Linked DNA regions of Columba livia: region 2 is linked to region 1. The links are chromatin contacts, called in public Hi-C maps. All regions are on one chromosome and are shown on one strand. The core of a region is the stretch at or near the end of the contact, and the rest is flanking DNA. Distances in the headings are between cores, read along the strand shown. Region 1 has its middle 26 kb from the start of ELOVL5. Region 2 has its middle 20 kb from the start of KLHL31.

What was found. Hi-C and Micro-C count contacts between places; a contact is called where the count stands out from the background.
Region 2: a Hi-C map of crop shows a contact between it and region 1, with 2.4 times the contacts expected there. The contact joins two enhancer-like sites. A contact is called at or near these places in 2 of 2 Hi-C or Micro-C datasets (crop and liver).

What each region holds. Positions count from the first base shown.
Region 1 is chr3:25,462,271-25,467,570 of bColLiv1.pat.W.v2, forward strand. No RefSeq gene overlaps it. Among named protein-coding and RNA genes, the nearest start is that of ELOVL5, 26 kb to the left of the region's middle. Within about 2 kb of position 3,086, at least 1 of the 3 cell types and tissues checked has an H3K27ac peak away from gene starts, as active enhancers do.
Region 2 is chr3:25,526,374-25,531,673 of bColLiv1.pat.W.v2, forward strand. No RefSeq gene overlaps it. Among named protein-coding and RNA genes, the nearest start is that of KLHL31, 20 kb to the right of the region's middle. Within about 2 kb of position 2,753, at least 1 of the 3 cell types and tissues checked has an H3K27ac peak away from gene starts, as active enhancers do.

The DNA.
Region 1 (5,300 bases), core at 1,836-4,335:
GCAGGTCTCCGTTTCTGCTGTCTGTTCTCCTCTCTCTGGATTAGAGAAGAATTTCATTTGCCTGTCTTCTTGCAGACAATTTACAGCTTCCTCTCTGTGCCAGACCCACCTTCTTCTGCCCACACTGAATATCGGCTTGTTTCTTTGAGATCAGCTGCCAGATAAGCAGAGCTTGGCCAAACTGGAGCTCTTCAGAATCTTCCTCTTTTGCTTCTTTCTTCTTTTTTTTTGGCTTGTGGCCTGGGTACTCTCTCCCCATGCCCAGGCTGCCTAAGTCTTGCAGTATCTTCCTTTGTAAGGACAAGTAATGAGGCATTTTAAGAGGTGACTCATGCCTGTGTCTGGCTGCACAGGTGTTTCTGTCTCTTCCAGCACTTGGGCGGTGGGAAGCAGGCACAGCCTCCCACTGTGCATCCCTAGGGCACGGGGCTGCGGGCAGGCAGCTGCAGAGGGGCGGGCAGCTGCCTTCCTCCGGGGCAGGGTAACATCAGCAGGCAGGGCTGATGCTGGAGCAAAAGAGGCATTTGGACAGGAGACTCAACCATGGAGATGTCCTACTTGGAGAGAGAGAGACTGAGATGGAGGAGAAGGTCCTAGAGGAGATGATGAGGTGGTCAAAGAGGAAAGCAATGATGAAACTTTCCCTGAAAGCCATCATCACAGTTCCTCTTGACTAGGCTCAGCTTTGCTTCTTGAAGAAGGTAGAGCTCATGGGAACACTAGGACATAGCGGCTGCAATTTGTTTGGTACATGGGAATTCAGAATTTTTCCTCATTCCTATCCAGACAGAAATCATTGAGCAAGTCACAAAATCAGGAGCTTCCTGTTACCGCTGTGTTTCCCACCCTCTTGAAACAGCTTTTGAAAGTGGCTGCTAAATCACCTGCTTCTGTTGCAGGGCCTGTCATAGCAGCTGATCTCCAGCTGGAGGGATGCCATGAAGGCACAGCACTAGTATTTAGTGATTTTGGCTCTATCTGTAATGTCCCCTGGGAGGCACAGGCAGCCCGTGGTACCCCAGGGCACAGCCTACAGGTGTCCTCTCACAGCAGGTGTCAGATAAACAAAATCTGACTGATTATTGTGTCCTTACTACTCATGGGCTCCACCAGTAAAAATTGTTTGTAAGGAAGTAGCTAGTACAGACCAAATGTATACCCGTTCCATATTTGTTTATGATAAAAGATAAGAAATGGGTATGTGAGGCTATCACTATGTCATCTCTGTCCAATTCGGCACAGCCAGGGAAATGTAGCTGAAGTGGTTTGATGACAAAATTGATCACATACTTTTCACTTTATTTGTGATTAGAGCATCAAACTCACTACACCACATCATCCCATGGGCTCTTCTAGACCAGCATCTAGACCACTGCCTCTTGAAATGGATGGATCTTACTGTGCGGTGCTCTAGCATGTTGTTGCAACAGCAAATGTGTTTGGCACCAGAGTTTTCACACTACAAAACTCTGTTGGCTGCATTAGGACAAGAGGAGATAAACCCTCCCTTTCAGGATGGCAGCAGAGCTGGAAGCAGAAGACAGCTGTGCTGATGTCCTGATCCTGGCAGACAGTCCCCTCCTCTGGACAGCCTGGTCCTGGAGGAAGCGTTCCTCTCCACCAGAAAACAGCTTGCTCTGGTATATCTTGAAAACCATCACAAAGCTTTGTAAGAACGCGTGAGTACAGGAGGCAGCCAGTGAGAAACACAGCAGCCTGCAGAGTTTATCCCTGGATACTCTTGTTGCACAGTTTGAATCTTGCAAGTTTCCTTTCTGTTGCAGGGATTTTGCTTTTCCAAGGTAAGATGAGAAATAGTGTCTTGTCCTAGTACTGTGTCAGGATTCAGGGCAAGTATCACTTTTTATTGGCTCACGGCAATGCCAAATACGCCACATTGCTGGAAGCTGGAGTGGCAGCCAGAGGGACTGAGGTGGCTGCAGGGCTGCCCTCTCCTCTCCCAGCCACCCCACATCCTCAAACCCTTGTGACCTGAGAGGGAAGGGGCAGATGCCGGTGACACCACGTGTGCTGGGATGACTGGGATGCGGACAGTCAGAATGAGTTTCCAGGAACAGGTGGATGCCCCTTTCCAGGGCTCTGCTTTTCACACGTGCCTCTGGAAATGGCCTCAGCCCTCACCCAGCAGAAGCGGCGGGACTTGTGCTAGTCAGGCTGTGCTGTAAAGAAAGAGGAAAAGACAAAAGTCTGGAATATACTGTTTTGTACCATTCACTGAGGAGGCTCAGACAGTTTTTTTTTACAACAGTGTGTGAAGTTTGTTGTCTAGAGGTGAGTATTTTAAGAGCAAGACCTAGCTACATTTGAAAGGAGAGCCCTCTTGTTCATCTCACATTGCCATTCAGGGTATGTCATGTCCAGAAGCACTTGGATGTTACACATTTTAATTCAGACAGTGGCAATTTTGCTCTCAGCAGTGCAATTGTGCAGCTGAACTGAATGCCTGAAAGGGACAAGCTGACCTATTTTCCAGCCTGTGCTCCAGCATAACCTTTTAAAACACGCACCGGGCCTGCCCTGCTCGTACAACATCTACACAGCAGGTCTGCCAGGAGGGGTCCCGGCCGGGTGTCCCCGGGCAGCCCCCGCACCGGCCTCAGCTCCCTCTGCCCTTTGCATCAGGCGAGGGCTGCAAAGTCACCACAGCTGTTCTAGTGAGCTCCTGGAGCTGTGGTGGGACACCAGCACATGAAGGGGTTTGCACTGGGTGCATGGGCTGGGGCGAAGCTCATGAGTAGACACTTGGGCCAAAATCCGTGGAGGATTTTGACCTGAAATACCCTTGTGGCTCCGGCTCCTTTTTTCTCTTTATTCCCCAGTGAACAGTTATTTTCTCGCTCCAGCTCTGCCTTGCCTGTGGCCTTAGGAGGCCACCTAGAGCTGGGCCTGGGCTTAGCAATGAGCTTTTCCCGACCTCACCCCCCAGCGCCATGAGCACACCCAGCAACGACCCTGGCTGGTTTTCCACTCTCCCTGCCGGGCTTGTTTTGCTTTGCTGGCAATGTTAACGCTGTCGTAGCGCAGGGTTCACATCGGACTTTATATTGCACTGCTCTAGCTCACCCTGCCGAGGTGAGGAATTACAAGCAGCAGCAGTTTGTGCTCGGTAGCCTGGGTTGTATCTGAGACACAAAGCACAATGCAGCCACATCTGCCACTCACCAGGATCAGGGGCTCTGGAGAGAGCTGGCTGCCGGCTTGGCCTCCCTCCCGTGACATCGCTGGCCACCCTCTGTCCTGTTGCTGTTTAAAATCAGATGCGCTTTAGCTGATGCCAGAGGGATGAGTAATGCACAGGAACGCTGCAGGGTGGGGTGGAGGGTATGACATGTTGGTGATGCTGAGCCTTGCCTCCCCTTGGTGGTAAGGTGGTTGTGGTTTGTGGTTTTGGTTTTTTGTTTTGTTTTCTTTTCTGGAAGGCTTTCCTGTTTTTCATTAAGCAGCTGCGTGATGGTCTCTGGGCAAGGAGGCCCAGCCCCTTACACGGCCAAGAAAAATACTTTAAGTTCTTGGCCCCTGAATGCCCATGTTGTAAGCTGGCAGGGATTAGGAGTCCAGCACTGCATGTGCGTGCACGGATGGGAATGGATGGGAAGGCGTATAGTCCAACCTAGCAAATGGTTTAAGGGAAAGAATAAACCTAACTGAAAATTGCTGGAGAGTTTGAGGTCACCTTGGAACAGCTGCTTTCCCAGTGCAAATCAAAGAGTGGGGAGAAAGCGGGACATTTCAGAGACTTGCTGGTCATAGGCTTCACTCCTTTACACTTTCTTACCCACTACCCCAGCCTCTTCTGAATAATAACACGCCAGAGCAACATACACAAAGCAATTCCTCCCTTCCACATGGACTGGCTGTAGTCAGGTAACCAGGCACTCTTTAAAATGCCTTCATCAAAATCTGTACCGTCATCCCCATAAAAAACCTCCTTTCTTTTGATCTAATTGCATTTAATAGGAATTTGGACTTTCTCCAGAGTAAGAACAGTTGTTGCTGCATAAATATTTTATAAACTAGCATTTTTTCCAGCCAAATCACAAATTCTGGAAAGTCAACGATGAGGAGCCATCACGCACCAACACTTCCATTTGTGATTGCAGGAGGTGGCCATCCTGGGGGCTGCCAACACCTGCCAGCGCTTCACCTTCTGTATGCCGAGGACACTGCAATTCAGTTCTTAATTTGCAGCTCAGTGAATCCTGAGAGAGAAAACATTAAGCACACGTAGCAGAGAGGGGAAACCCAATATCCCATCTTCTCACAGTGAGGCTGCGTGTGCTGCGGGACAGAGCAGGGAGCGGTGCCGCACGCGGGCTGGGGCACAGCCGCGGTGTTTGCACAGCGCCGAGGCATCGCTGAGTCCCGTTCTGCCTCCCAGCGAGTTCGCTGGGGTGGGCAGCAGGTCAGGAAGGGACACAGCCAGGCAGCTGACCCCAGTTGGCCAAAGGGACACTCCACACCATAATAGCTTCGTGTTCCTCTATAAAATAGAAAGTGAGGGTTTTGTCTTCCAGCACAGCTGTAGCTCAGAGATGGGGTCGGTGGGTGTCAAGCTGCTTGTGGGTGCTGAGTGGTTGCCTTTGCTTTTCCTGTTCTTTTCCTCTTTCCTTCCCTTATTAAAATGTCTTTGCCCCAACACACAAATTTTCTTGCTTTTGCTCTACCTACTCTCCCCTCTCCCACTGTGAGGGAGCGAGTGGGTGCTGTGGGTGCTCAGCTGCTGGCTGGCGTCAGCCCACCACACAGAGAAAGAGAGGAGGCAAACCTGGTTTATTAATCCCTTCTCATTGTCCTTTTTATTTTTTTTTTTTGGCAATTATTTGAAATGGGGCCCTTGACTCCTTTCGGCATTAGGGATTCAGAGTCACAGGTGAGAAACATTGCAGATCAACTCTCCTGTAGTTTACACTAGATCCCATTCCTGTAAAATACTCTTGATTGCATGCACTCTGGTGTCCTTCAGTTAAGAGGCACAACGAAGACAGACAATGCTGTGTGGGCAGGTTTGGCTTAACTCACATGGTGAGAATCACAAAAAATGATATTCTGCCACCTGCCCACCCCAGGAGCTGCACTGTCCCCTCCTCCCTCAGGGTACAAGTACGCTCCGTGCAAAGCTCACCGTCTACAAACGCTGCTTCTGTTTCTCCCCAGAGTGGCTTCAGAAAAATTCCAATGAAGCATCAGGTCTTTCAGACCTCAAGAGACAGTGTTTCGGCTATAATGCTAAAATTGAACATTCTTGCTTCCATTCCCTTGTAAATCACAGGTTCTTGAAC
Region 2 (5,300 bases), core at 1,503-4,002, 64 kb after region 1:
CTGGGGGTGGCTGTTACCTCCCACCTCCACCAAATTTGTGCATCTTGGTGAAATCTTTCTGATCCTCACTCCTTTGCAGGGATGGCACATATGTGAGCACCAACTGGACACCAAAATGTCAGAGATGGGCATGTGGCAACCTGGGCTGCATATGAGAAGTGGTGTGTAGGAGATGCTGGGAGGTTCCCCCATCCCAGCTGTCCTGGGATTTCACTCATGAGGCAAGTAGTGAGCATTTACTGTACAACTGTGTGTTTCAGGGTGCCCCTTCACACGGAAGTTGCACAAAATAGACATTTTTGTGCGTGTGTTGAGAAACCAATTCAGAGTTGTGGAGCACTTCTACATCTGCACAGTAGACCATGGTGGGGATTTTGCAGGATAGCTCCAGGCTTGGAGAAATGGAGGCATGTGGAAACTCAGGCTGTCCTTGAACAGAGGTATGCAAAAGAAAGTTTCAAGACACTTTACATGTCAATGGCTTTTTTTTCCTTTTTTTCCAATACAGAACTGCTAAATATTCTCAGCTTGTTGGAACCCATATGTCTTGTTTGACTTATCTTTCATCTTCTTTCATCACCTTCTTTCTTTAGCTATGACTGAAACTGTACTTTAATTCCTGGAGAAGTTTGCAAGAGACAAGAAGGTAAGTGAACTAAGTTTACTTTTGTAGAGTAGGTGTCGTGGTTTAACCCCTGCCAGCAACTAAGCACCACACAGCCTCTCACTCTTCCTCCTGGTGGGATGGGGGAGAGAATCAGGAGATTAAAAGTGAGAAAACTCATGGGTTGAGATGAAGACAGTTAAATAGGTAAAGCAAAAGCTGCACACACAAGCAAAGCAAAACAAGGGATTAAATCACTACTTCCCATCAGCAGACAGGTGTTCAGCCATCTCCAGGACAGAGTGGCTCCATCATGCATAAGCGTTACTTGGGAAGACAAACACCATCACTCTGAACGTACCCCGCTTCCTTCATCTTCCTCCAGCTTATATACTCAGCATGACATCATATGGTGTGGAATATCGCTTTGGTCAGTTGGGGTCATCTGTCCCAGCCGTGTCCCCTCCCAACACCTCGTGCACCCCCAGCCCACTCACTGGTGGGGTGGTGTGAGGAGCAGAAAACGCCTTAACTCTGTGTAAGCACTGCACAGCAGTAGCTAAAACAGCCCTGTGTTACCAACACTGTTTTCAGCACAAGTCCAAAACTCAGCCCCATACTAACTACTAAGAAGAAAATTAACTGTATCCCAGACTAGACTATGCAGAAAATTAACTCTATCCCAGCCAAAACCAGCACAGTAGGTCAATGTGTTGGTGCTTGTGGTCTAACAATGTGTGGTGGTTTTAACTGCTGGGAAGATGGTGGTGCTCCAACCACTCACACACATACGGCAGTTGTTGAGCAGTCAGAGATTGCTCAAAACGAGGCACAGAATGGCCTGGAACACCTGCTACATAGAAGCTCAGATTTTCTTTAAGGCTATTAAAGGGATAAATGTAAGTTTCTGAATTTATTTTTTCAAAGGGAAACTTTGTCTTGATTGGAGATTTGCTATATCTTTCTGTATATTTACTTTAATGAGCAGCTGTGAACTTCATGCAGGAATTTTTTGGTGCAGGTTTATGCGGGTAATTAGGTGAGAGGTCAGACCTTAAATATTTAAACCTGATATCCAGGCATAGAATCCCAAAGAGACACAACTAATAGTTTATGCATTGAATGTAGCATCTTCCTCTGGAAATGTGCACAAATATATTTTTATTTTCTCCCACTTCCACAATTATTTTTTGATTTTTCAGCCTAGCATCCCGATGAAGGAAGGCTTTAGTGATTACAATATCTATCCATCTGTCCCATTCTAATAACTTTTAAACCAACTGCCACACTTTAACATTGTGCTGTAGTGTGACACACAGCTCAAAGGCATGAAGGCAGGATTCATTTCACCTAAGTTTAGACTTCTGTAGTATCAGTGTCTTAATCTGAGACAGTCACCTTGTCCTTACAGTTAGTGGAGACCAGCTGGCACTTTTAACCGTGATTCAAGTGACCTGATTTAGATGATTATTTTGGGATGGGATGAATCATGGCCTAAGTGCCTTTTTCTCTTCACTGCCTAGTTGGGATGATGAGCTGAGCTGACCTGAGGAATAGTGGCATAGCGGAATGTTCTGCATGACTTCTGAAGACTGACTCTGCATAAGAAAGGAAATTTAATGAGGGAAAACTGAAGTGTGTGCTCACCAGCCGTGTTGGGGCCAGTCACTGTGGGCATCCGGCTGCCGGCCAGCACATACCGCTTGTTGGGAGGTGGAGGGAGCTCAGGCTGCACTTTACCTCGCTGGTATATACAGGACATGGGAAGAAGATGAGTGTACTGCTGAGGTGAGGAGAAAGTCATACAGAGCTTTAAGGTCAGGAGAACTGTCAGGGTTATTAAGTTGGGTGGGTAAGAAAATAGGACTCTAGTTCAAAAGAAGCAAGGCTTCACCAGATTTACTGCTCACAGAGTTAATTGCTTATTCCCATGAACTCAGCACAACTCTGCATGCTGTGACTGCTCAGATAAAACAAGCTCAACAATAATCCTTTCAACATTTAAAGGTCAAGCCTTACCTCTGATCAGCTTATGATGCAAATTTCCATTTTCAACTTCATAATTTTCAAATAAGCACTTTTGGTGTTTTTTGCCCACAGTCTCTCTCTTTTCTCAGAAAAAGTCATTATAGACACCTCAAAATCACCTCATTCTTTACTCTGAGAGTCCTCAGGCCTGCTAAAGTCCTGAGGTGACTGAGCAGTGGCTTTGCTGAGGCTGCTGCCCAGGATCAATTGTCTCTGTTTCCTGTTTCTTTCCACCTGATGGCTCCTGGTCCAAGTTCTTTGGATGAGAGGATATCTTTGTTGTGCACAGTATGTCTCAATCAACAAACACAAGCCTGTAAAATAATCGTAATGCAAGTAAATAAATAAGAATATATTACTGTACTGGTTCTGTGCTGGATATGTGAACGTTGGTGTTATTCCTACTAACATGAAGGGTCTGGGTGTTGTTATGACTATGTCTCTAAAATATACTCCCCACTAAAGAGTTGGCTGGTTAAGCTCAGTCTCTCAGTTTGTGGAAAGAGACAGAAAGCAGGATTGCGCTGTACCTGCAGGAGGGGCAGCCATGGACAACAGCAACAGGAACAGAAGGAAACAAGAACCTAGAAAGGGCTTCTGTTTTGCTGATACCTGTGATATCATTGAATGAGAAGTCACTGTCACCTCAATAACTGTGGTAACAGTTTGTGCTTTGTCATGGTGACTCTCAGCATTTCATAAGGCAAGGCATTGTTTAAGATTGGCCTTACTGAAAATGCATTTGCTCCCACAAGTATGTTCTCATCTCAGGATCGTTTGTTAATGCATATTTATTTAGTAATTTACTTTCTGGGAACAATTCCATTCGTGTTCACTTCTTCATTATCAGCAAAGCATACCTCATTACTCTGTTTTTCAGAAAGCAAAACTGAGATTGCGAGTGAGCTAGCTGCTTGCTCAAAGCTGCGGAGTGGGTCAGTGACTCAGCAGCAGAGCAGCTCCAACAGCAGGCAGGTTTATTTGTGTTTCATTCCAGAAAGAAACAAAACAAGTAAGGCTGGCAAGGAGGAAATCTTCAAAACAAATGAACAATCTCTCCCAAGCTGATGCTGTCCAGAATTTGGTTCAGATTCCTACACGGAATGATAAACAGTGAATGCCAGATCCTCATTTAATCCTCAAAAGGTTCATTCTCTGTAAATCTCCAGGAAGGCTGCTGTCTGTTGTCCATAATTCCTCTTTTTGGGTATCTTCATCTCCCTGGTTGGACAGCAGAAAGAAGCACGGCACAAGTGACACCCTTGTTGCCATCCTCTTGCTGAGGGAGCATGGGCCTTCTTGTCATGATGTAAATGAACAACTTGGAAGTCCTCAGTGTTTTCCAGTCTGATGGCTTCCATTCATGTCCTTGGTTATCCATACTGACCCTTCCGTTGTCTTTACTCTACTGCCTTCTCTGGTGCTCTCACATACTTTCATTCCTGCTTCACCTGGAACTACGCACCTATTTTTTGTCTCCACACTCTGAAAGAGGGCCATAGGCTGCCTTCCAGGGACTTGCTTGCAAAACAGAAGTAAGCCAGAGTTAGGAAGGTTCAAAGCAGTCTCCAGATGCTGATATGCCTGTGTGCATGTGTATTTGCTCTGCGCCAGCCTGTTAAGTATGAACTGCTGCTGAACAGTAAGTATTTAAGAGTAGAGTAGAACAAAGGGTACGAGATTCTACAATTAAAAGACACAGCAGCCTAAAAACAAAATTTCAAGCCAACAAAATCTTGAAGTGCAGGGAAAAATAGTTAATATCTACAGTGGAATTGAGTTCAAGGTGGATGCCCTTAAATTAACATGTCTGCGTACAAGGGATATATAAAAGTACACTTGCTGTGTATGTTTTGATGGTGGAGATCAACGGCCCAGTGGAGACCAGTGGCTCAGTTCAGTTCTCTAAATGTTGGTGCCATTTGAAATATTTCAGAAGCCTGAGGCATGCAGCTGGCACTTGCAGCACAGGGGAAACCCATGTCCTTTTGGGATGGCTGGATGCCAGACAGGACACCCTTCCAGTGCTCAGATGGTGCTGGACATTTATGCATTAATTTTGTGTCTACCCAACACAGCCAGTAAAGCCCAAAGAGGAATTCAACTCATCCTAAAGTAGGACTTGGTGGGTGACTGAATAAATCACTTTATATTCCTGGACTGGCTGGTATTGTACCTTTGGCTGTATTACCTATAACTGGAGGTTTAACATCTAGTGCATACATAGATGCCTAAATTTATGCTTCCTGACCTTGAGTTGTCCTCAGTGTTTCAAGGAAGCAGTGGCAGATATGAAAACACTGAGGTTACCCAAGAATTAATGCCTGTGACTACTCAGTTTAATGACTTGCATGACAGATACGGCCTTTCTTAAGTGGTCTGCCCTTCCCAAGAGATATGATTGTATGGGAATTCTTTGTACACTTATTTCTCATATGAATGGGTGCGATTTCTTGTAGTGTGGCCCAGACTGACATATCTTCCTGCTCTGCTTCTGCTAGGTGAACCAGTCTCTTTTCTGTGATCCCCTGCAACAATTCCAGTCCAGGAGACAGGCGTATCTTCTGTTTCAAAGGGTGGCTTCATAAAGAAGTATTCAAGCTGCCCTTAACAGCTTGTGGTGTTATTTATTACTCACATAACACCACAAGAGAGCTCTGCACTGAGT